Linked DNA regions of Mus musculus: regions 1, 2, 3, 5 and 6 are each linked to region 4. Evidence: chromatin contacts called from public ChIA-PET, HiCAR-type, HiChIP or PLAC-seq and promoter capture Hi-C data. All regions are on one chromosome and are shown on one strand. The core of a region is the stretch at or near the end of the contact, and the rest is flanking DNA. Distances in the headings are between cores, read along the strand shown.

Region 1 (2,700 bases), core at 160-2,659, 750 kb after region 4:
AAAAAACACAGACTTAAATCAGAAATTTAGCTCTGCAAATTCCTCATGCACTTCATTAAATGAACATTTTTTTTTTCTAGGACTTAAGTTGTTAATACCAACATTTAGCATAACTTTTAATTTACATCATCAAGATGTATTTACCAAATATATCAACCTTTTGTAAAGTATCCACATAATCAGTGCTAGGAAGAAAAATAAAATTCTATAAAAAGCACTCTCCGTTCATTTAAAAAACAAATTCCAGCATTTGCTGTGCTGGTGAAAGAAAGAAGGAAAGAAAGAACCAACCAACCTAACAAGTATCTACTCTGCGCCATATATTGTGTAAGATGTGTCCCCAAAAATGTTTTTTAATGAGCATTTTTATGTACGTGGAGGCCAACAGTCACAAAACTAGTAAGGAAACCTGGACTCCTGGTTCCTTTGTGTGTGTGGTGCATGTGTGAGCAGGGCAGGAAAAGGCATCAGATGCCTTGTGCTATCACTCTCTACCTTCTTCCCTTGAAAACAGGGTCTCTCACTGAGCCCGGAGCTAGGCTGCCACCCTCACCGATCCTCCGTCTCTGCCTTCCCTCAGCTCTGGGGTGCAGGTGTCTGTCTTCGGCCATGGATGCCGGGAGATTCCAACACAGACCCTAATGCTTGGGCAAGTGCTCTTACCGGCTGAGCCACCTCTCCAACCCCAAGCCTGCTCATCTCTAAGTTTAGAAATAAAAGTTTTGCATTTGGCCACGCCGGAATCACAAGACAAACTCCTCGACCCTTGAGTTTCATTCAAGTAATCACACGGGATTGGGGATGGAGGGGGCGGGGGAAGGAAAACTAATTTAACAAATGTGCTCTTTAAAAACGTGACCGCGCATAGCGGTAATTCCAGCCCTCTGGAAGATGAGGCAGAAGAACCCCGAGTACCCGGCCAACCAGGGCTACACAGCCCGACCCTGACTCAAAACAAAACAAGGCGCGAACGGGATTGCGGAAGTAGAGAACTATTGTTGAGCGAAGACACGAGCTCTAAGCAGATGCCGGGTGGAAAGGACTCGCGTCTCCCACGGCTGGGGCTGGAGCACGGCATGGGCGAAGCCGAGCTCGTACCGAAGGCTATCAAGGCCACCCTGAGAAAGGGTCAGGGTGACCCAGGAGTCCCCGCCCGCGCGCGGGGTGGGCGAAACCCAACGGGAAGTGAGAAACCCTCGCACACTATGCCGCGCGAGGCCGCTGCCCCGTGGCCAGCGTTCGGGCCACCCTTCTCTTGGCGTCACCAGTCCTTTTTACTTACCCGGAATGCGAGGAGCCTGGAGAAAGCTCGCTGTCCGGTCGCAGCCGTGCAGGGGGGCGCGCCCACGCAGAACCCGGCGAGAGTGCAGCAATGCACCGCGCTACAACCTTCCCGCCGGCACCAACTTCCGCCTCCTGACTGACGGGCCCCCTGGAAGCGGAAGTCCCGCCTATCGACTGGACGCAACGGACGCTACCCCAAGTGATTCGTAGTTTAAGCGTTTCTTCGGCCGGAAAGGGTTTCCCTTCCGAAGAATGACAGTCGAAGAGGCTCACGGGAGATGCAGGCCGTACAATTGGGGGCGGAGCCAAACGCTGATTGGCAGGAATAGAGCAGGGTCCCTAGCACCTAAATTGATTCTTTTTTTTTCCCCTTCAGGTTTGCAGGAGATTAGCTGTCTGTCTGTCTGTCTGTCTGTCTGTCTGTCTGTCTGTCTGTCAGGATTTATTTAACCCTGATGTTAATCCACTTCAGTAGAGCTTCAGAGGGAGGTTGAGCACACTTTCAGGTTTTAACAACCATCCCAGGAATATTTTTGTTGTTTACCGTCTGAGTCAATAATTATACACAAGGTGAGCACTAAATAGGTACAAGTTTTCACTAGTGTGCATAATCTGAATTTTAAAAATGAAAGTGTCGGCTGAGAGCAGTGAGGCATGCTTTTGATCCCAGCACTCTTGGAGGCAGAGACGGATCTCGGATCTCTCGAAGTTTGAGGCCATCCAGGTCTGCATAGCAAACTCCAGGACAGTCAGGATTACACAGAGAAACCCCCGACTCAAAAGCAAACAAACAAAAGAGTGAACGCCACACCAAGATGCTACTGGAAGTTACCCTATGCTGCATAGCCTCACGCTAAATCCAGACGTTTACCTTAAGACGTAAAAGCGTTTGCCAGGCGGTGGTGGCGTGGGGGGGGGGGGGGGGGGGCAGAGCCAGGCATAGCTCTATGAATTCAAGGCCAACCTTCAAAGCGAGTTCCAGGACAGCCAGGGCTACCCAGAGAAACCCTATTTGCAAACAAACAAACAAATAAACAGAAATGCAAAAGACATAAATATGTTTTAAGGTGTATTTGTTCTGTGATTATCAACCACTCTCCACAACTTGCACCTGTGCTCTTAATTAATATTTGGGATGTTGGAGATGTAGCTAAATTGGTAGAGTCCTTGTCTAGGACACAGGAGGCCCTGAATTTGATACCTCACACCACATAAAATTGGGCATGGTAGTGTATACTTCTTAATCCAGCCTTGGGAATTTAGTGGGAAGAGGATCTTTTGTCCAAGGTATGTAGCTTGAACAAGGAACATAGCAAGTTTAAGGTCAGTATTGACTACTTAAACCTTATTTCTAAAATAATAATTGATGTTTGCTAATGTTTACAATGCACAGTCCAGGACTGAAACAGTAAGTTC
Region 2 (2,700 bases), core at 25-2,524, 550 kb after region 4:
CCCCCAGGCCTAAGTAAAGGGGGTTTATAAAGAAAAAAACCCGCAAGCGGGTTTTTGTGTTGGCAATATAGGAGAGGGTAAAGGAATGCTGTCCTTTAAACCTGATAACATTTGTTCAGACAGCAGGGCAGAACCGTGTAGCTGAAAAGGTACCTTTCTGACCTGGGAAGAGTAACTTGTGCTATCAGAACCGCTTCTGATATGTTTACAACCGGCCACAGCTGTCTGGGAACGTTTGTCTCTTTTTCATAGTCTAAGAGTGGGCTATTATCATTTCAAGGGTATTGGCTTCGGTTTCCTTCAACAGCAAGGAGCCATCTGCACTGTGAGAAATGTTGGTTGTTAATCAAAAGGGGTCGAGTTTAAGTGACGTGGAGGCTAGGGTATGCTGCTTTTCTTTTGTTCTCAAGGCTGGCATTTGCCTTTCCCCACCCCCCGCGGGGGTGGGGGTATCGTCAGGGAGAGGGAGGGAGTAATAACTGCTCTAGCTGCGCAGGGTCAGGAGAGTGTAGGATTTGATGTGCAGGTTTCTCTTGTCTGAGCACTGGCTGCTCTTCCAAAAGATCCAGCAAGTTTGACAATTAGGAGAGTATATACCTACCTGTCTTAAGTTGTTTTCTGAACTAAGCTTTAGATAACAACCTCGTTAGCATCTTTTTCTCCCGCTACAAAATACAAAACAATTTCATTTCCTGGGTAGCTCAGTTAGGTATAACTCCAAGAACGAAACTGAATCCCAGACTCGACCTCATTCCGGCATTCATTCCAGGACTGAGGATTCCTTCTCCAACCTTGATTTCTGTGGCCCGGATCATACGATGAACGCTTGCGGGAGACCTTTGCAAAGATCTCTTCCAGAAACTCCTGTCTCCAGACACTGGAGGTCAGGCTAAATTTAGATTCAGTGGCAGCGAAAATGAGAGTGACCGGCTTCTGCAAAAAGCATTTTTCAGATGTCTACAAGTGTTCTTCGGAGAGAGCGCCTTGGCTCGGGGACAGACAGGGGAAAACGACGCCCAGCACCCTCAAGTCAGTCCCCGGAGCGCCCCTCAATCCGCCATCTGGCTGGCTGGGAGCCGTCGATGCGCCGAACCTAGGCTGAGGAGGAAAAGCCTACGTAGTAATGATGCTCTAGACACGCCAGTGGCCCACAGGAGAAACTGATTGTCACCTACAGACTCGGGAAAGGGGCGGGGCGGAGGTGTACTCCAAAGCGCCTGCGCAGAGCGTTGGTTTCCTGGGTGTCGTTTGTAGAACTGCGGGAAGAACCGCCCAGTGCCCGGTGTGCGCAGGCGCACACCGTCTTGTAAGCTCTCGGTCTTGTAGGATCTCGGTCTTGTAGGAGGGCCGGTCCCCGAGCGGGTCTCGGGGCGGGGCCCGGGGCGCGGCTAAATGCGGAGAGAAAGTTCGCCTGTCACTCACAGCTCGCTGCTGTTCCACTGCCACCAAGTTCTCTGAACTGCGAAGGTCATGCTGCCCAACACTGGGTAAGAGGACGGGGGTGGGATGGGGTCAGGGGCCAGTCGGCAGGTCGCCGGCGCAACCCAGAGCCGCGCGCTCTGGAACACCGGTTCGCGGAAAGATAGAGTCGCTGGGACCTGCGCATGCACGAGAACCCAAAGTTCTGTACTACTGAGACTCAAAAGTTGTACACTGCAAGGGGCAGTGGTGTCAGATACTCCACGGGGAAAGGTCGCGAGCGTAGGTGTCCCCGACGACCCGTTGTAGCCCCATCTCGCCTTTAGCTTGGCCTGGTGACAATGTTGCTTTCATCTTCTAGGCGAAAGGTCGCTTGAGACAGTGACTTCAGATTTTCTGTTTGTATGCTTGATTGTAGAATAATAGAAGAATGGTGTTTTGAAAATGGTTTTCAAGTTAGTAGCGAGTTAAAATGTTACAATACGAACATTTCTGGTAAGGGGTTTATTTATTTATTTTACTTAAAAATGAAGTATATTTATCCCAGCCTAGCCAGGTGCGGTGGCGCCTGCTTTTAATGCCAGCACTCAGAAGCAGGGTCAGAAGATCTATTGATTCGAGGCTGTTCTGGTCTACATAGTGAGTGTGCTAGGCTCACTCTGTCAGCAAACGCTACAGAGTTAGAACCTTGTCTACACCCCCTCCCCCAAGCCCACTTATATAGAGACACAATTGTGCAGCCAGTCACCAGGACTTTACAAAATCAAAACAAATACCCATTAAACAATGTTCTTCCCGATTCTTCTTGCCCTTGGTTCCTGCTGAACTCAGGTAGGTCCACTATGTTCTATAAAGTTTATCTTAAGCAGAGTGACAAGTTAAGCCCATTCTGTAATTAGTTTGACACATATAGACAGCTAAAAGACTTAAATAGTTCAAAAGGGTATAAGTCTCTTTAAAACTCCAGTTTCTTTCTGTTTGTATTTTTTGTACTTATCAACATATTTTGTATACCTTACAGGGATACCTTCTTTTTAGAAAATAGTAGCAAACTCCATTTTGGGCTTGCTGTTTTTACCTGACATGTCTTGGCACATACTTAGGTTTCCAGTACACACAGCTTGTCTTTGTCCTCTTGTTTTGTTTGTTGTTGTTGTTTTGAGACAAGGTTTGTCTGTGCCCTAGCTATCCTGGAACTCTCTCTGTAGACCAGGCTGGTCTTGAACTCAGGGAGTTCCTCCTGCCTCTGCCTCCCCAGAGTTGAGATTAAAGGCATGAGCC
Region 3 (2,738 bases), core at 28-2,527, 630 kb before region 4:
AAGTCTCTGGAAAATGTTCTTCCTTTGGGACACCACCTTTGACAACCGCCTTATTACCTATAACATCTGTTCCTACTATCCATCTATGCATCTATTCATCCATCATCTATCTATTTTCTAGATTATTATATATTGAAAGGATCTTGCTATATGGTTCACTTTAAACTAGTGATCCTCCTGTCTCAGCTTCCGTTAAAGCAACCCACAACTAAAGAAATCATGGTGTTCATATTATGTCCGTGAACACTGTGAGCTCTCTCTACTAGAAGGAAAGGGACCTTGGCTGTTGCCTTCACAAATGTGCTTCTGGCATCTGCAGCAGTGCCTTTCAATAGGCAGGTGAGCAGTGTTTGGTAAATAAATAAATTTAAAAGGAGTGAATGCTTTGGTTTGGGGAATAATTGTAAATAAGATTGGTAGCAGGATAAATTGCCAAAATACATGCTAAGCAGTTGACAATTGTGAAATATTAATAAACTGAAAAATGTTTAAGATATTCCACATCCTGCAGTATCAGATGTTTATCCATGACTTAACAGTGTAAAACTAAACAGGCCTATCCATCTCATTAGTACCCAAATGGTTTCCATCTTTAATAAATGGGAAAATTAGATATATTCTAAAAGTTGCTTTAAAGTAAGTATATCAAGAAATGATTGATATATGTACATGTTTATATATTAACATACCCAAGTTGCATGCAAATTCTTTTTTGTTTTTGTTTTTGTTTGTTCGTTTGTTTTTCGAGACAGGATTTCTCTGTATACTCCTGGATGTCCTGAAACTCACTCTGTAGACCAGGCTGGCCTCGGACTCAGAAATCCTCCTGTCTCTACCTCCCAAGTGCTGGGATTAAAGGCATGTGCCACCACTGCCCAGCTACATGCAAATTCTTTTGGCTTGGTTGGCAAGATGGCTCAGGAAGTAAAGGTGCTTGCCACCAAGCCTAACGATCCCCAGAATGGACAAAGTGAGAGGAGAGAACACCTGAAGATGTTCTTCTTACCTATAGCCATGGTACACACACACACACACACACACACACACACACACACACACACACACCACACACACAAAGGTTAAAGAGTAATTCTACCGTGGCCTGGTTGGTAACTGTTCGTTTAGTGCTCCCAACACCATGCATTGAATCTCAGGGTAGTTCTCACGGCTCTGTCAGAAAAAGACTGGTCAGCTTGAGGAACCGGCCTCTCAGGCCTCTCAGATATCCTTCTTTGCCTTAAGTGGCTGAAGTCATCTAAGGAAAGGAATGAGCTCACATGTACCGCTCACGGACTGAGGCGCTCCAAGCTCCCCACTGCTGCTGCCCACATTCAGCAAGGCACCACCCCTGCCCATCAACCAAGAAGCTGCCTCTCTGATTTCCCAATGCCGTTGCTTCTTTGCCAAGATAATCTTTCCCAGACAAGGATATTCAGGAGAAATAGAAGTCTCCAGAAATGCGGAGGGGTGGGCATGTGGTGGGGAATCACACAGAAAAGGCCCTGGCAGCCACTCCGTTAGATGATTCGACGCTTGGCTGGAGACCAGCGGCTGAGAAGCATATGAGAAGCTCATCAGCTTGGGAGTTGAGCAGTTGCCCACAACAGCTCAAAAGTCGACATATGTGGAAGAAGGCGCCTTGAAAGAATAAAGCGATTAATCTTCCAACTAGTTAACCAGCAAGTTCTCTCTCCAAAGTCGCCAGCACTGCAAAACTTTTCCCACTTGGAGAAAAGGGGAGAAATCTACTAGTCAGAGCTCAGTGTGTGTGTGTGTGTGTGTGTGTGTGTGTGTGTGTGTGTGTGTGTGTGTGTGTGTAGAGGTATAAGGGTGCATATGAATGTATCTACAGGTAGGGGCCAGACACAATCTCACACAGGCCTGAAATGCTCTAGTCCAGTAAGCTGGTTGGCTAACAAGCTTCAGGGATCCACCTGTCTTTGCTTGCTTTTAAATCCACCTGGGATTTAAAAATGTGCAAACACACCCAGCTTTTTAAGCGCAGGTTCTGGGTATCAAACTGGTATCTTTACATTTGTCAGGCAAGCACTCAGCTAACTGAGCTATCCCCTAAGCCCAGAGATACATTCTGACTGACCTTGGTCTTCGACCTTCAGTGACCGACAGCATGCTGACAAACAGCAAATGGCATGGTTATCGATGTGTTATCTGTAATAAGAAGTGACCATAGGGAAAGGGATTTTCTGATTGAAAACAAAAACATCCACCTCACAAAATACCCCTTTCCCTGCCTACAGCCAAAGACAATTTCTTCTAGAACAGCTTCCACAGTGTGTTATGTAACTTCCCTCACACTCCCACCCCTAAAATGACAGAAGTGGCAGAAACCCAACCTTTCTATCTTTCATAGAGAGAAAAAAAATCCCGGGCTAAATGCCAGGAAAGTGGAACATGGCGATGCCACCATTATGCAAACAAAAGACATCTTATTTTGTTTCGTACTGAAGACTAAACTCACCCTCTTACAGACCCACACAAGAGCTAACCCATGGCCTCATAATAACAGCAGATAATGAACAATAAAGCTGTGTGGTTGGATATGACAGACAGACTGGGAGATGCCCAGGATGACTAAGCTTATTAAATGCAAGAACCATACTTCATTCCATAGTTTGGGTTGACTCACTCTTCTATAAACCCCTAAGCTGAGTCACTGTAGCTGGAAGCCAAGAAGCTGAAGTGAGAGAGCCAACTAGACTGTGTCTTCACTGTCCTGT
Region 4 (2,827 bases), core at 156-2,655:
TGTTTTGGTTTGGTTTTTTTTTTTTGTTTTTTTTGGGAGGGGGGTGTTTTCGAGACAGGGTTTCTCTCTATAGTCCTGGCTGTCCTGGAGCTTACTCTGTAGACCAGGCTGGCCTCAAACTCAGAAATCCGCCTGCCTCTGCCTCCCAAGTGCTGGGATTATAGGCGTGGGCCACCACGCCCGGCTGTGGGTGTGTTTTGTGGGTGACTTTGCCCTGGATGGTTCTTAAGTCCAGAGAAAACTCAGCAGATTGGAAATTGGGTACTTCAACAGCAAATCCTTTTTAAGTAGCAATTGGTTTAAGGGAAGGCTGGTATTCAATACAAGCCAGGGAGAACCCATTTGAGATTCTAATTCCTCTCCCATATGTTTAGACAGGGCTAAAAGAAAGCATGGATTTTTTTCCCCCCACAGCACTACTGAGTCTATCCACCTTGAAGATGAGGCCAACCCTCAGAGTTGAATCAGGAGATGAGAATTTGAGCCTTGAAACTATTCCTAATTTTTAAAAATTATTATTCTTTAATTTTTTTTTTTTACAGTCCAGTTGTTATCCTCTTCTTGGTCTGCTTTCTGACTGTTCCTCATTCCATTTCTCTCCCTACCCCACCCCTACCCCTCCCCTCCATTTCCAAGAGGATGTCCCCACCCCACTACCACTACCCCACCAGATCTCCCCACTCCCTGGGGCCTCAAGGCTCTCAAGGGTTAGGCGCGTCTTCTCCCACTGAGGTCAGACCAGGCAGTGCTCTGCTATACCTGTGTATGCTGTGTGGCTGGCAGGTGGCCCAATGTCTGAGAGAGATCTCGGGGGTCCAGGTCAGTTGAGATTGCTGGTCTTCCGATGAGGTCAGCTTCCTCCAGTCCCTCCCCAATTCAACCGGGACGCCCGTGGTTGGATTGGGGAGGGGCCTTGAAGCTTTTTTAAAGTAATTAAACCAATGCTTTAAAGTCTTTGGGCTTTGAAGTTTAGCAAGCTCATCCATATTGCCTTTATGCACTACCCAGCTTATGCACTACCCAGTGCAGACAGATACGGTGGTGTATAAGATGGCGATATAGTTATTACATAGTAAGTGTAAAAAAAAAACAAAAGGAAACAAGAAAACTAAAAAACCTCAAGTTTTAACGTAATGGTCTCAGTTTTGTAAAACCAATGTGCACACTTAAAAAACTCGGGAGAAGACTGGAAACAATGGCCATAGATAGTGGGTGAGAGGGCTGGTGTAATTTCATTCCATATCAGACCAACGAGCAGGATATCCTTGAAGGTTTGACTAGCTCTTCGGTGAAGTCCTAGTGTCCTTCCCTTCGCAGCGCAGGCGCCACCTAGGTTTGTTCCGAGGCACCGGCGACCGGGGCCGGGCAGCTCGCGACCCCAGCGCGGGGACAGCGGGGCGGGCGCGGCGGCTACCCCGCCCCGGGGCGGCACCCCGCTCGGCGGTCGTTCCTCCCAGCCGAACCAGCCTCGCGCAGCCTTAGCCGCCATGTCTTCCGGGGCCAGCGTGAGCGCCCTGCAGCGCCTGGTGGAGCAGCTGAAGCTGGAGGCTGGCGTGGAGAGGATCAAGGTGAGCGTTCGTCCAGCCGGACCCCAGCGCCAGCCCCACGGGCGACCGAGCGGCCCGCAGGAGACCGCGGCCTGGCGGGAGTGGGAGCTACCGGGCCGGGCGCGCACCGGGGCCTCGGGTGCTCGCGAGCCGCGCGTGGATGCGGGGTGGTTTCAGGCCGAATCCCGGGTGCTTCTGGCGACACAGCCTGTCCCAGGGACCAGGTCCGATGGCTCCGTGGGCGTGTCTACAACAGGCTGGCGACACGCTGGCGACCTGGACTCTGCCCACCCGGCTGCGGGAGGATGATGCTTAGAGATGGGGAGGGAGGCCACCGAATGAACAGATGCGAGCGAGATGGATGCTGGAGAAGGATGCTCTGCCTTCCTCTGCTGCCCCATGGGGGATCCTTGAGAGTTGAGGAAGTGAGTTCCGTTTTGGATCTGTGGATTTTACAGAGGTATCCAGGAGAGATTTCGTTGTGTGGACAGACGGCCACAGAAAAAGGCCGAAAGAGGTCATTAAAATATATGAGCGTGAAATAGACAAAGAGCGGAACTTGTAGCGTGCTGCCAGGGACAGTTCAAAGGAGGAAGGTGAGTTGGATTGTCAGGAGAGGGGTGGGGAGGCTAGAGAGATGGCTCAGCTCACTGACTGCTGTTCTGGACGACTCCGGTTCAATTCCCAGCACACACCCAAGGTTGCTCACAACCGTCTGTAACGTCAGTTTCAGGGGACCCGATGTCTTCCTCTGGCTTCCTCAGGCACCAGGCATGCACAAGGTGTGCACAAACATGCAGGCAAAACACCCGCGAGATAAAATTAAAATGAAGGCCCGCAAACACAGCCAAGGATTTACTCTGTTGGCTGAATGTGTGATTGGCAGCTAGTGTGATTCCAAGTGTGTGGGTAGGTATGGACACACCATCATGCTAGTCAGTTCCCTCTGTTTTAGCCCTCGACCTGGTGCTACTCCAGGGAATAGGGAACTCGGGTGGATACGGTAAACTAATACACAAAATTATTTCAGACAACCAGGGACAAGAGGCGCGCAGTACAGAGATGTGCCAGTAAGGTGTAGGGGAAGCCCGACAGGTTAAAAATAAAAAAGTTTTAAAGAAATAACTTCCTTTTTTTCTTCGAAAATAAAAAGGGTTTTGGGTTGATAGGAAAGATTTTTTTTATTTTGTCAAGGAAAATGGAGGCAAGGTGACTGTAGAAGAAACAAGGGTTTGGGGTGACATCTTCGGGGACAGGAAAAAAGGAGATGTGTATAAAGT
Region 5 (2,700 bases), core at 99-2,598, 510 kb after region 4:
CTGCATTCAAATGAGATAAACCATATATCACAATATTGTGAAATTAAGATAAACGAAACCTAACGAGGGCAAAAATTGTAAAATTCTAGTGTCCTCACTTAAACACGTATGATCAACTACGCGGCAAGTTACTAAATGTATTTTACTTTTCAAACAAGTTATATGCTCCACCATTCCGCAGTTTATAGAATCCTTGTCAACAAAAGTCGGCGGGGGAGGGGGTTAAGGAACAACTCAAACGGCAAAGGTTTAAATAAATAAAAGGTGGAATTTCTAATTGACTTGGAGTTGTTGGTGGTTTTTTTTAATCTTGACTATATGACCCTCAATTCACGCTTTTTATTAAAATACATCAGGTCCTGCCCCATGTTCCAGAGTTCCCAGAGAAATTACGAGCTCGGAAAAGGTGACTGTAAATCTTTTTTTTTTTTTCTTTTTTCTTTTTTTTTTCCCCCTTTTAGTCACAGACCCCATTTAAACCGAGCAGTTGAAAGCGCCCGGAAATCTACACTTACACAATATCTGACATCGCCCGAGGCGAATTCACGAAGTTTCTTGGGGGTGGGGAACGAAGAGGAAGCGTCCCTGGTGATAAAGTGCAGACGCTCGGTATTTAGAAGTGGTTAACGTATCTCACAGCCCAAATCGGGAGACCCCGCCGGTTCCGAGACCCGCACGGGCCCGCAGTTCGAGACCCGGTCGCCGCCCAGACGGCTGTCGCCGCTCGCCCGGGCCCGCCGCCGGGGGAAAGCTCCGCCGCGCGCCCCACCCCACCGGTAAACAGCAACTCCCCGAGCGCCGCGGCCGCCTCAGCCTCCGCCCCCGCCAGCGCCGCGCACCATTTTCTGAGAGGAAGTGTGGGGAGTCCGGCCCGGCACCCCGGCCCTGGCTCGTCTCTGCTTCCCGAAGGCGCCCCGAGGCTGCGAGGGGCGGACGTGACGGGGGCGCCGCGCGCAGGAAGCGGAGACCGCGGCGGACAGACCCCCGCGCTCCCAAGGTCCCTGCCGTCGGGCTTAGCCCCGGGCCGCTCCTCCGCTAGCCGGCGTCGCGCCCTGCTCCCCGGCCTCGGCGGGACGCGTCGCCGAGAGGAAACGAGGCCAGCGCAGCCCCGGAACGGCCACCCGGCACTTACCCATCCATGGCCCAGATGGAGGAGCGCGTTGTGCGGGGATTGACGGGCTCACCGCGGGCGGAGAAAGCGGGCGGCGGCTCCGGGAAACCAGCGAGCGGAGCCGCTCCGCAGCTCCGGCCGGTCAGAGGTGGAAGGAAGAGTGGGAAACAGGGGCGGGGACCGGGCACGCTCTCGCCAGCGCCGCGCCCCCGCCCTCCCGGCCCGCGAGCGCGTTCCCGCCTCGCCTGGCCCCGCCCCCTCGGCGTCGACGCCCTCCCGGGGCTCGGCTGGACTCCAGGGCGCCCTCTTCCCGCCTTCGCCTCTTTGCCCCGCCCCGACACCACCACCCCCGCCCATGCCTCCGCGCGCGTGCGCGCCCCCCGCCCAGCGTCGCGCCTGCGTTCGCGGGAACGCGCGCCTTGTGCTTCCCGCTTCGCGACTCGCCCTCCTACAAGCCCGCGGGCCTTCCGGCTCCCGGGACTCAGGCTTAGGGCCCTGAACGGTGCTGGCTAGAAAAGCCTGGGGACCCCAGGGAACTTTTGAAGCAGAGCAGAGTTACTACTGGCGGGCGACACTGCTGGCAGCACGGCAGGGGACCCGCGCGACGTCCACGGGGCAGGGGTGGACAGTGGTCTTTCCGGACCTGAGAGCAGCGACGGTAGCCTGTCCGCCAGACCCTGACCTCCGAGACCTGCACTGGACGGATAGGTGTGGTTGGGAAAGAAATGAAGTAGATGAGACTGCCCAGGACTGAAGTCCATCTTCACTTTCACACGGTTTTAATCTGAGTGCTTTTCTACCCAACAATCAAATACTAAAAGAAACTTTCATTGCATAGCTATTTAATGGCCATTACAATGCCAGTATTTTATAAGTTTATTTATTCATCCTTCCGCGGGGCGGGGCTGGGGGAGCCTGATTGGAAAGGATTAATGTTTTCCCAGGTACGCGAGAGATCTCCGAAATTTCACAGCCAGAAAATGTTTTGTTTGCACCAAAACCCTTTCCTCTAGTATGAGCAAAACCAAGTTACACGTAAAACGTAAAACAGCTATTTAGTACATATAATGTGTATAACTAGTGAGAACACACGTTCCCCCTCTTTCAAAGCACATCTACTTCTGAACGAACGGAATGCTTTTTCAATTCACAGATCATTGAAATTTGAGCCATTTAAGCCATGTCTTCAAAGTCTGCCCACACCATTTCAAAGGAAGTAACAACTTCAATCTCTTTCCTGATTACCTACTTTAAAATAAGTAGACACTTCTTTAAAAAAAAAAAAAAAAAAAAGTATAACCAGCTTGCAATTCAGGAAGGTCATTTTTAAAGAAATTTCAGTTCCCCTTTTCAAGAAGATGTCAAAAAACATTTTGTATGTTAAATCTAAACATTAAGTTTAGAAACATTTCCACCCTACATTGCCACATGGGATTTTAAAATAGCAACTTGGTATATAGGCACATAACTGTGCCTATAATTCCTACCTGAGTTTAAGGCTACCTTGAGCTACATAGTATGTTTCAGGCCATCCTAGGTCACAGAAAAATAAAGTAATAATAAAATGTCAGAGAAAAGCAGCGGACCAG
Region 6 (2,771 bases), core at 27-2,526, 630 kb after region 4:
GGTTTGGGATATGTGGATTTGCATGGATGAGCCAGGATGTGAACAGATCGGAATATTTTCAATATTTTTGGGTATGATAGAGTATTCATTTAGTCTTAAAACTTGGGAGGCAGAGGCAGGTGAATCTTTGAGTTTGAGGCCAGCCTGGTCTACAGAGTGAGTTCCAGGACAGCTAGGACATACAGAAAAACCTTGTCTTGAAAAACAAAAAGCAAAATTAATTTCTTTTTCAATATTGAATTTTGTGTGTGTGTGATTATTTGTATAGCTTAATACTGTGTGTATGGCCACAGGTTTAAGAGTTTTTTTCAATTTTTATTGGTTCTTTGTGAATTTCACATCATGCATCCCAGTCCCACTCATCTCTCCCTCCCCTCATACCGGCCCTCCACTTTTGCAGTCTCCCCTGAAACAGATAAAAACATAATCTCATCGAAACTGTAGTGTCACAGTATACCCTTTTGTCTATACATTGCTTGTAATCTTCACTGCAATGACTCAAGGCTTCTGGCTTCTGCTACTTCTGGCTTCAATACTGGAACTTCACTGGGATATCCTGTAGTTGCTCTATGTCATAAGATTCTATATTTTTGGACCGGCCCCTTCATGCACTCCAGCAATTCATTGATGGGGTAGATGTTGGGGTGCACCAATTCAAAACCCTTGATTTGGGCCTGAGAGGTATCAGAGATGGTCAGACCATTGGTCTCCCACCACTCTAATGCCCTCTGTGTCAGCTCCCCCAAACCCCTGCAAACCAGGCCAGTTCTACCCTGCTGCTCAGATGAGGTGCAGAGCATGTTCTCAAAGGGAGGCCACAGCCAGTGAGAGACATGGCCAGTTCTCCCACTCATAATCCTGGGGCCAGCTTTCTCATCTGCTGTAGATGGTGAGTGATAAGAGAAGGGAGGAGGGTATTTCTCCCTTGTCCTTGCCACTGCCCAGCAGACAAGACATTGGGCTGGCTCTCTTGTGCTCACATACTTGGGGCCGGCTCACCTGCAACTCCTACATCTAGGGCCAGCTCTATTGTGCTGTACAGGCAAGGTGCAGGGCCTGCTCTGTGCTGCAGCAGGTGGGAGCAGGGCTAGGTCTCTTGCTTTCATGACCCCTGGGCTAGCTCTCCTGCCTGCTGACAGATGACCACAGTTTTGTGCTTTCTCAGTTTGTTGAGATACAAGTTTTGCTTTCCAGGTCCCATTAGAGAAGCTTGATGTGTCTCCTCCTGCTTTCAGCAGCTGAGCAGATACCACTCTTCCAGAAGTGCACCAGTGATTGCATGTGCTGAGTGGGAAGATTGCTTCATCTAAAAACGGACTCCACAATATTTGGCTTTTGGTTGTAATTACCAGGCATGCTTGCCAGAAATTAAGTTTAGCTTTCAAAAGCCTAGAATTCTTAATATGTTTTTTCTCTAGCTAAATATCTCCGAGTCTGTTATGAAACTCAGTAATTCCATTATATACCCAGGCTCTGCTTCTCCTGACACACACTGGTAGAATGACATGCAGTGTAATGCAACTTTGCTTCAAGGAAACTGACCCTAAGAACAGGTGAAAGACTAGAAGAAAAAAACCAAGGTGTTAATAGTGAGTCCTTTTAATAGATAGTGTGACACTTCTCTTCTGTTTTTAAAGTAGAAATGAATTGTCATGTATTACTATGTAAAGTTTTTTTTTTTTTTTTTTTTTTTGGCAAGAGTATGGGATAGAGCAGTCTATTGGTTCCTCTTTTGAATTTTATCCAGATACTAAAGGTTAAGAGGCCTTTTGAAAATAAATAGTCCTACTTGGTTTTCCGTATTATTCACTGACTCATTTTAGTCTTTTTTCAGATTTCTCTGTATCTTGTTTATTTATAATTAGTATTGAATGGCTCTCCCCTTCCATCATACAAGGCAGTGATAAGGTAGAAAGGTTAGTGTCCAGTGTTGATTTAGTCCATGACTCTGCTGTCTGTTTCACTGGAATAGAAGTGGAGAACCTCGGGTTAGGGTCACAGCCTGTCACCCCTGCAGTGTTGTTGGACACACAAAAATAATCTCATATTTTTCACTGAGGGGCCTGGTGGCCCCGGAGATATTCTAGGAACCTTAGGAGTAAAAATATCTCACATTGTCTAGCTGTCTCTAGGTTTTCAGCTTCTGGTAGTGTAGGAAGGTGAATAAAGCCCATGGCTCAAACTTGGAATTCGCAGAGCAACCTTTTCAGGCCGTTAATCCTTGGGAGTGTGTGTGTGTGTGTGTGTGTTAAAGAGCTGTATTCTAGTCTTCAGATATGTTCAAATTAGTGCAATTAAAGGTGGATTTAAAATTTCCTAGTAAAGTAAACTTCCTTCTTTTCTTCCCATCCACTTTTGTTTCTTTCTCTCTTAATGACAATAATTTTTTTTATGGTTTTAGAGCTTTATTGTAGAAAGGCAGGGGGAAAGAGAGACGATAGAAAGAGAGAGAGGCCGGCCATGGCCACGTGGAGAGAGGGGGGAAGGGAGAGAGGGGGGGGGGAGGGCTAGAGAGGAGAGTAAGAAAGGCGAAAGCTTAAAGAACAATGAACAATACTTTTTGACTTAACATTTAGAAATGTATTTAAAGACGCACCTTCTCTTAAAAATGACCCTTGACACTAATGATCAGCACCCTGTCTCTTCCTCTTTCTAACTGAGAAATACATGCCAGCGAGTGGTGGCAGGGTGGTCATTTCCTTGGATGTGTACTGGTGTGGAATGGTTTACCATGTGTGTAAAACAGTGGAGGGATCATCATAGCATCTGGT

What was found. Promoter capture Hi-C pulls out the DNA fragments that hold promoters and counts their contacts. ChIA-PET counts read pairs in DNA pulled down with a chosen protein or histone mark. HiCAR-type assays count read pairs that join an accessible place to other places. HiChIP or PLAC-seq counts read pairs in DNA pulled down with a chosen protein or histone mark. Capture Hi-C pulls out chosen DNA fragments and counts their contacts.
Region 1: a HiCAR-type map of astrocytes shows a contact between it and region 4, with 3 times the contacts expected there. The contact joins the promoter of Inip here to the promoter of Gng10 in region 4. A contact is called at or near these places in 5 of 39 promoter capture datasets (the HPC-7 cell line, hippocampal neurons, liver and 1 more), 1 of 484 Hi-C or Micro-C datasets (bone marrow-derived macrophages), 3 of 115 datasets of contacts at active chromatin or transcription factors (the 230-238 cell line, astrocytes and large pre-B cells) and 1 of 9 other capture datasets (liver).
Region 2: a contact with region 4 is called in a promoter capture Hi-C map of adipose tissue, with 4 times the contacts expected there. The contact joins the promoter of Hsdl2 here to the promoter of Gng10 in region 4. A contact is called at or near these places in 14 of 39 promoter capture datasets (the 3T3-L1 cell line, the C10 cell line, the HPC-7 cell line and 8 more), 1 of 484 Hi-C or Micro-C datasets (forebrain), 17 of 115 datasets of contacts at active chromatin or transcription factors (the 230-238 cell line, the SCID.adh cell line, T-cell acute lymphoblastic leukemia and 12 more) and 3 of 9 other capture datasets (adipose tissue, liver and macrophages).
Region 3: a contact with region 4 is called in an H3K27ac HiChIP or PLAC-seq map of large pre-B cells, with 5 times the contacts expected there. The contact joins the enhancer-like site here to the promoter of Gng10 in region 4. A contact is called at or near these places in 5 of 39 promoter capture datasets (the 3T3-L1 cell line, cranial neural crest, maxillary cranial neural crest and 2 more) and 1 of 115 datasets of contacts at active chromatin or transcription factors (large pre-B cells).
Region 5: a contact with region 4 is called in an RNA polymerase II ChIA-PET map of effector CD8 T cells, with 26 read pairs. The contact joins the promoter of Ptbp3 here to the promoter of Gng10 in region 4. A contact is called at or near these places in 17 of 39 promoter capture datasets (the 3T3-L1 cell line, the C10 cell line, the HPC-7 cell line and 11 more), 1 of 15 datasets of contacts at CTCF or cohesin (CD8 T cells), 4 of 484 Hi-C or Micro-C datasets (Th1 cells, embryonic stem cells and olfactory sensory neurons), 8 of 115 datasets of contacts at active chromatin or transcription factors (the 230-238 cell line, the SCID.adh cell line, effector CD8 T cells and 5 more) and 1 of 9 other capture datasets (macrophages).
Region 6: a promoter capture Hi-C map of liver shows a contact between it and region 4, with 3 times the contacts expected there. The contact joins the enhancer-like site here to the promoter of Gng10 in region 4. A contact is called at or near these places in 5 of 39 promoter capture datasets (hematopoietic stem and progenitor cells, hippocampal neurons, liver and 1 more) and 1 of 115 datasets of contacts at active chromatin or transcription factors (pancreatic cancer cells).

Annotation. Positions count from the first base shown.
Region 1 is chr4:59,782,446-59,785,145 of GRCm38.p6, forward strand. Inip (INTS3 and NABP interacting protein) reads right to left here and starts at 1,410. Exons shown (of 5, transcript NM_001013577.1): 1 at 1,283-1,410.
Region 2 is chr4:59,580,289-59,582,988 of GRCm38.p6, forward strand. It overlaps Hsdl2 (hydroxysteroid dehydrogenase like 2), which reads left to right and starts at 1,275. Exons shown (of 11, transcript NM_024255.3): 1 at 1,275-1,487. The coding sequence starts at 1,471.
Region 3 is chr4:58,399,709-58,402,446 of GRCm38.p6, forward strand. No RefSeq gene overlaps it. Among named protein-coding and RNA genes, the nearest start is that of Mir3095, 40 kb to the right of the region's middle. Within about 2 kb of position 1,278, at least 59 of the 459 cell types and tissues checked have an H3K27ac peak or open chromatin away from gene starts, as enhancers often do.
Region 4 is chr4:59,033,751-59,036,577 of GRCm38.p6, forward strand. Gng10 (guanine nucleotide binding protein (G protein), gamma 10) reads left to right here and starts at 1,406. Exons shown (of 3, transcript NM_025277.3): 1 at 1,406-1,568. The coding sequence starts at 1,488.
Region 5 is chr4:59,548,016-59,550,715 of GRCm38.p6, forward strand. It overlaps Ptbp3 (polypyrimidine tract binding protein 3), which reads right to left and starts at 1,349. Exons shown (of 14, transcript NM_178164.3): 1 at 1,133-1,349.
Region 6 is chr4:59,665,440-59,668,210 of GRCm38.p6, forward strand. The region is part of intron 1 of E130308A19Rik (RIKEN cDNA E130308A19 gene); the gene reads left to right. Among named protein-coding and RNA genes, the nearest start is that of E130308A19Rik, 41 kb to the left of the region's middle. Within about 2 kb of position 1,277, at least 10 of the 459 cell types and tissues checked have an H3K27ac peak or open chromatin away from gene starts, as enhancers often do. A contact at or near this core is called in liver, where this site is marked.